Regions from separate parts of the Hordeum vulgare genome. Here region 2 is linked to region 1. A link is a contact called in public Hi-C data. All regions are on one chromosome and are shown on one strand. Each heading gives the region's core, a stretch centred on a gene start, on an enhancer-like site or on the middle of the called end of the contact. The rest is flanking DNA. Distances are from core to core; before and after follow the strand shown.

Region 1 (6,224 bases), core at 2,016-4,515:
TGTTCAACGTGGCTACCACGGCCTCATGATCCTCGTGCTGTTTGAGCGCGAGGTCTTCTAGGGTTTGCAGCAAGGGCGCCGGCGGTGGAGGCGGCGGAGACATCGTCGCCTGGATCGACGAAGAATCTGATACCAAGTTGTCACGGGCTGGTGGGTTGGAACGGAGGTTGTAGTCGTGGGAGACAGGTAGCCGAGGGCGAGTCCCTCGCCGGCCTATCACTGGAGAAGGGGGTGAGGAGAGGCGCCGAGGCGCAGGAGCAAGGGGTGAGAGATTACATTGTTTTATGCTTAACTTTATTGATCCCCAAAGCTGGCTATATAAAGCCTGATTACAAGACTAGACTCCTACTCTAATTGGGAGTTGGCTGGGTAACCTTCTACGAGACTACACCTTTCCAACTTGCCTAGACTCCTAATCTAACACAACTTCTGTAATTACAATATGCCATAGCTTAGGCTGGTGCAGGCCCAGCCCGCATGGGTCGTCGCCTATAGGGCTGACCCCACATGACAATCCTGCCCTGTGAGAAGTGAAGAACATAATTTTGAAGTCACAATCAGGGAAATATCCAAGGAGCAAAAGTCCAATTTATAAGCATTTAGAAAATTGGTAACCATATTCATAGCCCATGCACTTACGATTTGCAGGCACAGATAACATACGGGATGATGATAATTACAAAAAAAATGAAATAAATAGTTTGGTCCAGTTATATAATTAATACAGAGGGAAAAAGGCTCAGAAGATTGTGTTTTGCTAGTCCATGGCTATCTCTAATTTTATCCTAACACATGACTACAACATTCATGCAAGATCAATGAATAGAGGTTTTTTAAATGCACATGCAAATAGAATAAAGTAAAAAAAAAATAAGGTCAGTAAGAGAAACTCACAGGCTAATTATCAATCAACTTCACTAATGTAAACAGTAACAGAACCTATATGTGTAAATAGAATATATCTGTGTACTTCTGATAAAGGATCATAAATCAAAACATAGTCAAATCGGAAATGCAAGATTACTTTAGAATGGATATTCTGTTGAAAAATATACCATTCATCAATATCCCAATCTATAACTATCATATGGCTCCAATATATATTAATCACCCAGGTATAGTGCCTACATCAAGTTTCATACTGTCCAATATGGTTAAAATACAACAACAAAGCCTTTAGTCCGAAACAAGTTGGGGTAGGCTAGAGGTGAAACTCACAAGGTCTCACGACCAACTCATGGTTATGGCACATAGATAAGCTTCCACGCACCTCTGTCCATCGCTAGTTCTTTGGTGATGCTTCAATCCTTCGGATCTCTCTTTACGGACTCTTCCCATGTCAAGTTCGGTCTACCCTGGTCTCTTTTAACATTATCAGCACGCTTTAGCCGTCCGCTATGCACTGGGGCTTCTGGAGGCCTACGCTGAATATGCCCAAACCATCTCAGACGATGTTGGACAAGCTTCTCTTCAATCGACGCTACCCCAACTCTATCTCGTATATCATCATTCCGGATTCGGTCCTTCCTTGTGTGGCCACACATCCATCTCAACATGCGCATCTCCGCCACACCTAACTGTTACACATGTCGTTAATCGGCCAACACTCAGCGGCATATAACATTGCGGGTCGAACCGCCGTCCTATAGAACTTGCCTTTTAGCTTTTGTGGCACTCTCTTGTCACAAAGAATGCCAGAAACTTGGCGTCACTTCATCCATCCGGCTTTAATTCAATGGTTCACATCCTCATTGATATCCCCATCCTTCTGCAACATTGACACCAAATATCGAAAGGTATCCTTCAGAGGCACCACCTGCCCATCAAGGCTAACATCCTCCTCCTCGTGTCTAGCAGTACTGAAAGGGCACCTCGTGTACTCAATTTTAGTCCTACTAAGTCTAATTTTTTTCGATTTCCAAGGTTTGTCTTCATAACTCCAACTTCCTGTTAACCCTCATCCGACTATCATCGACTAGCACCACATCGTCTGTAAAGAGCATACACCATAGAATATCTCCTTGTATATTCCTTGTGACCTTATCCATCACCAAGGCAAAAAGATAAGGGCTCAAAGCTGACCCCTAATGCAGTTATATCTTAATCGGGAAGTCATCAATGTCACCATCACTTGTTCGAACACTTGTCACAACATTATTGTACATGTCCTTGATGAGGGTAATGTACTTTGCTGGGGCTTTGTGTTTCTCCAAGGCCCACCACATAACATTCCGCGGTATCTTATCATAGGCATTCTCCAAGTCGATGAACACTATATGCAGGTCCTTCTTTTGCTCCCTATATCTCTTCATAAGTTGTCGTACCAAGAAAATGGCTTACATGGTCGACCTCCCAGGCATGAAACCAAACTGATTTTTTGTCATGCTTGTCATTCTACTTAAGCGGTGCTCAATGACTCTTTCCCATACCTTCATTGTATGGCTCATCAGTTTAATTCCACGATAATTAGTACAACTCTGAACATCCCCCTTGTTCTTGAAGATTGGTACTAATATACTCCGTCTCCATTTTTCTGCCATCTTATTTGCCCGAAAAATGAGATTAAATAGTTTAATTAGCCATACTATCGCTATGTCCCGAAGCCTCCCTACACCTCAATGAGGATACAATCAGGACCTATCGCCTTGCCACCTTTTATCCTCTTTGAAGCCTCCTTGACCTCCGACTCCTCGGTTCACCGCACAAAACGTCTGCTAATATCATCAAAGAAGTCGTCCAGTTCAATGGTAGAGCTCTCGCTCTCCCCTTTACCTGCGCTAAATAAACCCTAACCAGGTATGGTCCCTATGCTCTAGATCTTGGAACCGTGATCAGTACACAGAAAGAGCGGCAACAGAAGAAAATGGGCGAGGTGGGTACTGACTGACGAGGAGGGTGCGGGAGAGCGGCCAGCGCTGGGCGCGCCCAACGATGGAGAAAGGGAGCCAGTGCGTGGGGATGAAGGAGTGCAGCAGCGACACCGTCGCGATGCCCCCGATCGTCGAGGCCTCCTCCGCGGTCCACTGGAACCCGCCTAGGCCCCCGCCGCCAGCGTCCATCACCCGATACACCGACGCGTGACGGACGCCGCCACCCACACACCGCCGGTACGCGAGCTGCGGTGGCCTCTTCTCTTTTGCTGTTTTACCTCTCGCAACCGTCTCGCTAGGTGTCTCCGGTGCGCGCGGCCGTGTGGTGCGAGATCTGGGAGGAGGAGAAGGAGGCGTGGAGTGGGAAGCGGGCGAAAGGGGCTCGCTGCCGCGATGTTGGTGCTGGTGGGGTCCGTTGCTGTTCGTTTCTGAGCCTATTTTCCAACTTTCTTTTTTTATGTACTAGCAAATTTTATGTACTAGTAAATATGTCTGTGTGTTGCAACGAAAAATAAAAATATTATGTTATAGTCAAATAAATATGGTTCAATACTCTGACATATGAACGTTCTTTATTTTTCTATTTTACCCCGATGGCCCATCATATTATCATTTTTCTATTTTACCACGATGGCCCATCATATTACCATTTATCTTTTTTATCATTCTCGTTGATGATGGCCGCGGTATCCATGTTATTGAATTTTGCCGATTTATTCTCACTTATCTTTTTTAAATGCATGGACAATTTTTATGATTTCATGATTTGTTTTTTGAAAACTCGAATTTTAAAATACAGAATTTTGCAAAATCTTGAATTAATTTATAGAAGAAAAATAAATTGAAATAAGAAACATTTTATATTTTTCAGTATATATTTGTTGAAATTGTGAATTCTTTTATAATATGCAAACAATTTTTTGAAAATCATAAACAATTTTGAATTCTGCAAACATTTTATGATTTTCTGATCCTTCTTTTGAGTTCCTAGACATTTTATGATTTCATGAACATTTTTTTTTATGTTTTGAATACATGATCATTTACAAATCATGAACATTTTGTATTTTCTGAATATATTTTTGGAGATTGTGAATTCTTTTATAATATGTGAATATTTTTTTTAAATCATCAACATTTCTAAATCCATGAACATTTTATGATTTTTGGAACCTTTTTTAAAAATTCCCAAACATTTTATGATTTCATGGGTATTTTTTTCAAAACTCGAAAGCGTTTTAAAATCATCAACAATTTCTGAATCCGTGAACATTTTATGATTTCCTGAACCTTTTTTGAATTCCTAAACATTTTATGATTTCATGAACATTTTGTCTCAAAGAAATCAGATGGGAAAGGAGTAGGTTCACGGATCGAACTTGGGACTCCTCGATGGAGTAGCGGCGCTCCATCCAGTAGGCCAAGCTAGTCGTTGTTATCTGCAAGGTCTCTTCCTATAAGTACCGATCCGGACGGTGACTTTGACAGGAAAGAAAATTGAATCATTTTTACTTATGGGTGACATAGTGGGTAATTTAATACAGTATTGGGGGCAATTTTAATGACGTGCGACCAGAAACACTATTTGCTTTATTATTAGGTAGAGATTTGCTCACTTTTTCATGGTAACATTTTTTTAACCGTAGTTCTACGGTGATTTCATTAAAAATAAATATGTACATACAAGGTTCAAAACAAAAGTAAACCCTAACCAATTCCTACTCTAGGAAAGTGAAAATGACGTGGATGTCGCCTAGAGGGGGGTGAATAGGCGCTTTAAAATAGTTAAGGTTTAGGCTTGAACAAATGTGGAATAAAACTAATCGTTTAATATGTCAAGCACAAAACCTACAAACAACTAGGCTCACCTATGTGCACCAACAACTTATGCTAAGCAAGATAAACAACTAAGTGATAGCAAGATATATTACAATAAAGAATATGTCTATCACAAAGTAAAGTGCATAAGTAAAGGGTTCGGGTAAGAGATAACCGAGGCACGGGGAGACGATGATGTATCCCGAAGTTCACACCCTTGTGGATGCTAATCTCCGTTAGAGCGGTGTGGAGGCACAATGCTCCCCAAGATGCCACTAAGGCCACCGTAATCTCCTCACGCCCTCGCACAATGCAAGATGTCGTGATTCCACTAAGGGACCCTTGAGGGCGGTCACCGAACCCGTACAAATGGCAACCCCTTGGGGGCGGTCACCGAACCCGTACACGTGGCAACCCTTGGGGGCGGTTACCGGTACCCGTACAAATTGCTCGGGGCAATCTCCACAACCTAATTGGAGACCCCGACGCTTCCCGGAGCTTCACACCACACTGATTGAGCTCCGAGACACCACCAAGCTTCTAGGACGCCAAAGCATCCACGAAGAACAATATCAAGGGTACTAAGTACCAAAGGTAGTAAGCTTCTCAACTTCTCACTTCCACGTATCACCGTGGAGAACTCAAACCGATGCAACTAATGCAATGGCAAGAACACACGAAGTGGTCAAGTCCCTCACACTCAAATCCCTCCACAACAACAAAAGCTATGGAGAAATATGAGAGGAAGAACAAGGAGCTCACAAAGAACTCCAAGATCAAGATCCAAGGGGTTCCCCTCACATAGAGGAGAAAGTGATTGGTGGAGATGTGGATCTAGATCTCATCTCTCTTTTCCCTCAAGAACAAGCAAGAATCATTGGAGGGATAGAGAGTAATCAAGCTCTAAGAATGTCAACAATGGAGATAGAACAAGAGCTCAACAGATGGATAAGACCAAGGGGGAAGAAGACCCCCTTTATATAGTGGGGGAAGGAATCAGACCGTTACCCCCACTTTCTGCCCGAGCTCCAGCGGTACTACCGCTGGCTGCAGCGGTACTACCGCTGGCACTCCAGCGGTACTACCGCTGGCTGCAGCTGTACTACCGCTGGCACTCCAGCGGTACTACCGCTGGGCCCATGGTAGTGCAACGGCACTACCACCGCCAAGAAAGTCTTCGCAAAAAGGTCCGTCCACGAACAACCGCTAGACAGGCGGTACTAAGATCCTGGAGCGGTACTACCGCTGATCAGGGGCGGTACTACCGCCAGTCAGCGGTACTACCGCTAGGGCCAGCGGTACTACCGCCAACTCCAGCGGTACTACCGCTAGGTCCAGCGGTACTACCGCTCGCCACTGAACCAGCCATAACTTTCGCATACGAGCTCCGAATCGAGCAAACCCAAGCTTGTTGGATTCAGGACGACAAGGAAATCTTAAGACCATGCGGTTATGAATATGCCAAAGATCTAGAGATGTGAGATCTCTATGAATGAAGAACCGGCAAAAACTCCAACATCGAAAACATCATAGTAG
Region 2 (6,224 bases), core at 2,320-4,819, 350 kb before region 1:
TTTATGGAAACAAGATACACAGTAGAAAACTTTTCAGATCTCACCTGGTTCATTTCCATTACGAGAAAATTTAGTATCTTCAATCCTATTAAATAGTGATCCTGAGATGCCTGAAGACATAAGCATAAGCAACGAATTTAGAAAACTGAATCAGATAACATTTGACATGGCATGATTTGCTTTCCAAGTGAAATTTTACTGCAGAAACCTGTTTCATTTCAATTTGCTTTCCATAAATAGGTTGATTGTAATTGGCACTATGCTACATGCTGAAGACATGCAATCAGGTTTTGGCATGAACAAGACTTCTGCTTTATAAAACCAAAGGTGCTTTAAAAAGTACTCCCTCCGTTCACAAATATAAGATGTTCAACTTTTTTGTAGATCAGATGTATATAGACACGTTTGTGCATCTACTCATTTCAGTCCGTATTTAGTCCATATTGATTATCTAAAACGTCTTATATTTTTGAACGAAGGAAGTACAATTCATCACACTGACTTGTCATCATCTTTGCTTTTTTGTATCTGGAAATGGAAATAACTAAAGTACAAGTACACAGCACAAGAAAGTGCTTTTGGAGCAATTAAAAATGTGATAAAATAACTTCAAACAAACCAGTTCTCGATATAATTATCAACTGAAACTCTGTTAAATTTCAAAGCTGATGCTTCCTCCTCATATGACATAGAAAACCAAGTACAATTTACCAAAGAGATGCAAAACCAAAACAATATCTCTGTTAAATACCTCCAAGAAGTTAAATTCTAAGCCATCAGGAATTAAGCACTATATATTTTGCTTACAACTTAACGTCTCTCTGTCTAATGAGAGTCATAACCATTGTTTATAAGGCGAGTTAAGGCAAAAGCACCAACCGCCCTGACACCTAACCGACACCTAGGCACCTAAAGCGGGCATAATTGCAAGGCATTGCCTGGGCACCTTGCGGCCTAAGCGTCGCCTAAGCATCCAACGCGGGACACCTTATAAACAATGGTCATAACATCCATACATATTCACACATAAATGCATATGTATCTGGCACAGCTGGTTATATTTTGACGATTGGTTCTGAGGAAAAGGTTTCAGTCAACTATGGCGTGTGGAGTCCTGAATTAAAACATGACACAACTCTACTATAAGCAACAATACTTATCCCAGGTATGGAGTCCATACTTAATACATGGTAGAAAATTAGGTAACTCCTTTACGAATGCAAAAAAAGATCGCAAGAAGTACTTACAAGAGCCAAGAAATCTGTTGCTTCTTTAAAAATCTCTCTGAATCTGTCGTCATCAAACCATCCAAATTTTGTTATACGGCATGCAAGCTGAATTAGGGAAATAGTCACGAAGTTCTGCAATTTAGGTCCTCTTGACGCTAGGTAGTTCATGACATAATTCCCTTCACACAGATTACAAATAGATTAGTCTTTGATTAGCGACAAAACGATGGCGCAGAGCACAAGTGTGTTAGGGAGGATACAGATAAATAAGTTATCTATTTCAGCTAAAATGCATAAACATAAAAAATTTGAGATAAATGAACATAGACACTTCTCCCTTCCAGGTATGCTACAGAAGCACAAAAAAAGGTAAGGATAGAGTGCGTAAATTATCATGTGAGCTTTGTAATAAACATAAATGTCTTTAAGGACAAATAAAAATAAGCTGTGAATCAAGGAAACGTGAATCAAGGAAACGATAAAACCTATTCATTTGGTAACTTATACTTAACATCTGTAAATGCCCAACTACTTTGCATGTTTACATGGCAAGTATGTCACACAACTTGTAAGTGAACGTGAACATATAGAAAGAGATATAAATGCCAACATGTCATGCAGATGTAACAGTTGAAAGAACCAAAACTTGATGCCATGCAATATATGTTGTCAGAAAAGAAACATTACGGATATCGAGGCGCAATTGCAGAGAAAGACTGCGATCTGAGACTTGCTTCACCAAGCTTGTACTGGCCAACATCAAGGCATATGGAGTTGACGCATTGTCCAATATATATTGGCACTGCGAAATGTAGTCACTGTTCTCTGAGAAGCACTTGAGCGTGCTTTCTGCATGTGCTCTCTCAGCCGAGTCTCTAGAGTTGTAAAGCTTTTCGCACAACACCTCTAACTGTGCTAGGCTCTCCATTGAAGACATGAACAAGGAGCTCCAAATTTCCGTTCGATCAAATATCCAGGATTAATATGCCACCAGGTTCTGAATTAATATCCACGAATTTGCATGAATGGTCATCACAAACTTAAATTTAATGCATTAGGTAGTCGCTTCAGTAGGGAACTTAAAAAGTACCATAAAAGCTCTGAAGCTGAAATATATGATTCTAGCACATGAAGAAGGATTGTCACAATACATTCATATTACAAGAGAAATGTTCCAACAACAGAGTTTCTCAGGTACAGTCTTTTCAGTGAAGCTTAATCAAAGATTAAGACACGAGACACAAGAGAAAACACCTAACAAACACTTAAATCGCCAATACCGGCCACAATCAGCCTGGGGTAGAGTGATCTGCACGGATGGAAATGCGAGACTCAGTGATGGCTAAAGAAGCACAATGATAAAATAATCATCTACCAAGAAGTTTCTGTTGCATTTTCTAAAATGCACAAGTGCGCTCTAACACAAACATCCAGGGGTACAGTAAAACATAATGGCAGAGTGGAGACCTTGAAAATAACTAAATGATGCATCTGCTAAGCCATCCTATTTTACAGAGCACAAACAAATACAAATACCAGATCAAAGGTATTGAACAGCACGATGACATGATAAGCTTACAGTATTTTGAACAGGAAATGCATGCTGCATTTGCTATGCAAATTATTCATATAATACCCATTTCAGTATATATGCAAATCGGCAGAAGAATCACAACACTAGAACCTTGTAGCTTCATCCCCTAACCGCCAAATCACCCATCCGATTGCAACACAATAGCGTCAATGCATCAAAACCGTTCTACTTCGCCTCCTTATCCAAGAATCTAAGCACAGCACGAGCCACGAGAAAGCAAAGCCGAAGATCCGATCATCATCAGAGAACAAACCAAGCTATCATCTACCCATAAACGACCACGTAAGCATCCTCGGGAGATCCGGCGAACTCCCAACACGTCGAGATCCCCCGAACCCCGAGCGACCCCGCCGTGAACGCGCCGAATTTCACAGCATTCCAATCCTAAAACTCCGGAACGAGCACCGCGGCGGCGGCCTGAGCTACCACCGCGGGCCCGATCGAGCGCCCCGCGCTGAGGCGAGGCGAAATCGCGGCACAGGCAACTCTATGGTAGACGTCGGAGAGCAAAAGCATCGCGGTCGCGGCGATCGAGGGCTTGCCGGACCTACCTTATCCCCGTGCCTGCGGAGTCCGCGGAGGTCACTGTCCGACGGCGGCTGTGGTGGCTAGGTCTAAGGCTGCCGTCTCGGCGTGGGGATCGGAGGCGTGCGTTTTTGGGTGAGGGAGGTGTGTGGAAAACGGAAATGAGGAAGCTAAATAGGAGGGAGGACGACGGGGTGGGGGTGGGGTGGAGAGCGTGTGTGCGACTGTGCGTGCAGCGGTGGGGGAGTGGGAGGCGATGATGTTGCGGCGCTGTGGTGTGCCGGGGACGGGAAGTGATGGGCCGGGTTGGACTTTGCGTCTCGAGATTTCTCCTCTAGGGTTCGTCCACGCACGAACGCATCATCACTTCTTCTTTTTCTTTGCTGCTTACGACAACTATTATTTCCTTTTTCTCTTCGTTTTACACAAAGTGCGGGTTGCTGCAAGATTCTAGATGTAAGCCTATATTTATTGGTTTGTTCTCAAAAAAGAAAAGTCTATATTCATTGGGAAACGATTTCCGTCAACGGGTTGATAATCATAGTGTGCTTGTCACCTTTGTTGTGTGTCACGCGTAAATACAAGTTGCAAGTATCTGTTCCAACGATAATGGTGTTGTTTTAAATCTTGGCGGTGAACGACTCTATTGTAATGCGATACGGCTTCGTTTTGTAGAAATAATTCTGCAACAAGTTTCTGCTGCAAAATCAAAATCCGCAACAAGACAGCTGTTGCGGAAAAAATAAAAAATAAATAAAAATTGTGCAACAAAATGTATGTTGCAAAAGAAAATTTGCAATAACAGAGTTGTTGCAAAAAAATGTAACAATATGTTTGTTGCAAGAAATTTCGCAACAAGGCATGTGTTCCAACGATAGATGGTAACGCTCACCTGCTTGATGAGTCAAATCTGACGGTTCGCGACCGGACGATCTTTCAAAAAAATCAACCGACAAACGTGTAGTGCGTCGATTTATTAAGGAAGCTTTAGAATTAAACCGAGTGATTTCTACATGGCACAAACCTTCTCGAGTCGTTGGATTTCACGGACGTGTCGATGTGCTCGGCCGTCAGAACACCTAAACACGTTTTTGTCGGGGCACGCTGGTGCGTGGTTGCCCTTTGTCCATGTTCGTTTTTAACATCCATGCGATGTGGTCCCTTCACCCTTTTGGCGAGTGTGGCCTTCTATTGCCATGGCTTGCTTTTTTGCATGGCTATGTTCGTATTGCCTCCACCGAGTATTTTGCATGTCTGTTGTCATGTATTTTGCATGCGTGTTGTCATGCTAGTGTATGATGTCATGTACACAGGGCATGAACTATGAAAGCATTAGCAAATGATGGTCGCATTCCCTTCACTTAGGCTCTATTGTTCGATGAAACTATCACCCAACTGTAGCACGAGCAGCCAAGGGACATATCTACCTCACTCTTTCTTTCCTCCCTACTTTCTTCTGTCTTTCCCTCTTTTCTTATGTCTCTCGTGCTTTCTATCGACAAAGTTGCGGACTCTTTTGCAGGCTACTCTGAGAGCATGTGAGACTACTATTCTTGTCATTCGAGCCTACGTGGCCTGCAAGGCAGCTAGCTAAGGTGATGTGTTGGCCATGGCCTTGATGGAAAACCACAAGACACCACTAGCATTTAAAAAAATTGACACCACAATTATTGTTATTGTACAAAGATTGAGTAGCCATATGTTGTATTTGCCAAAACATGTATGTTTTATTATTATTATTATACAAATTAGTGGGTGTGTTGATGTGAATACGGAGGGTTGCATGTTATGATGCCCCCCGGAGTGTCTCCTACAACTTTTGTTTTGTATTGCAAGCGTTTTTTACTACCATGCTACATACGTTCAATGTTTTTGTTATCGGCATTTTGGCTACATCCAAATGAGATTGTTGCATAGGTGGATGACCAAAAGCACCCGGTTAACCCATAAGCAACCTCAAGAAGGTATTGCTACTTTATGAGCTAGAGAAGGTGTTGCTACTTTATGCGCTAGACATGTGACGCTGCAAAGCCGGAAGACTACTTGTACAAGATGAAAGCATAAAAATGTTGCCATCCGATGGCCACTTTTTCCCTATAAAATCGAACAACCATGCCGCAAAGACCGTCGCACGGTGATGCGTCTTCAATGTATCTATAATTTTTATATTTTAAATGCTACTATATTATCAATATTAGATACTTTATATGTAATTTTATATCAATTTTGAGAACTAACCTATTAACCCAGTGTTTAGTGCTAGTTATTGTTTTCTGTCTATTTTTTGTTTTACAAAAAATCAATACAAAAGGGAGTCCAAACATCGCGAAATTTTTTGACATTTTTTTCTCGACCAGAAGACAGTCTAGAAGCTTCAGGGGAGGGCATAAGACCTACGAGGAGACAACAAGGCAACAGGGCATGTCGTGGGGGTAGAGTGCGCCTGATGTCTTGTGGGCTCCTGCTACTTGTGAGCTCTGTTGAGGTTTTCCCCGAAGAGGAAGGGTGAAGCAATATAGTAGCGATAAGTATTTCCCGCAGTGATAACTGACACGTCTCCGACATATCTATAATTTTTAATTGTTCCATGCTATAATATTACCATTCTAGTATGCTCTAGGGTGTTTATACACCAATTAATATTATTTTTGAGCACTAACCCGTTAACTCAGTGCCTAGTGCCACTTGTTGTTTTGTGCATGCCTTTGGCTATTCAGGTTTACAATTTCAAAAGGAGTCCAATTGCCACGAAACTTTTTTATAATTTTTTTACCAAAAGAATACATGGAAGCTTCGGAAGGAGACCAGACGTTGCACGAGGGAAGGAGCACACAACAAGGCGCGCCCAGGGGGGTGACCGCACCCTGATGTGTGTT

The links. A called contact is a pair of places that touch in the nucleus more often than the background predicts.
Region 2: a Hi-C map of leaf shows a contact between it and region 1, with 8 times the contacts expected there. The contact joins the promoter of LOC123443533 here to the promoter of LOC123443532 in region 1. A contact is called at or near these places in 5 of 6 Hi-C or Micro-C datasets (leaf and seedling) and 1 of 1 datasets of contacts at active chromatin or transcription factors (embryo).

Annotation. Positions count from the first base shown.
Region 1 is chr3H:208,785,795-208,792,018 of MorexV3_pseudomolecules_assembly, reverse strand. LOC123443532 reads right to left here and starts at 3,265. Exons shown (of 3, transcript XM_045119934.1): 1 at 2,885-3,265. The coding sequence starts at 3,059.
Region 2 is chr3H:209,131,558-209,137,781 of MorexV3_pseudomolecules_assembly, reverse strand. It overlaps LOC123443533 (exportin-7-A), which reads right to left and starts at 3,569. Exons shown (of 30, transcript XM_045119941.1): 1 at 3,375-3,569; 2 at 2,320-2,538; 3 at 1,917-2,226; 4 at 1,248-1,408; 5 at 45-110. The coding sequence starts at 2,166.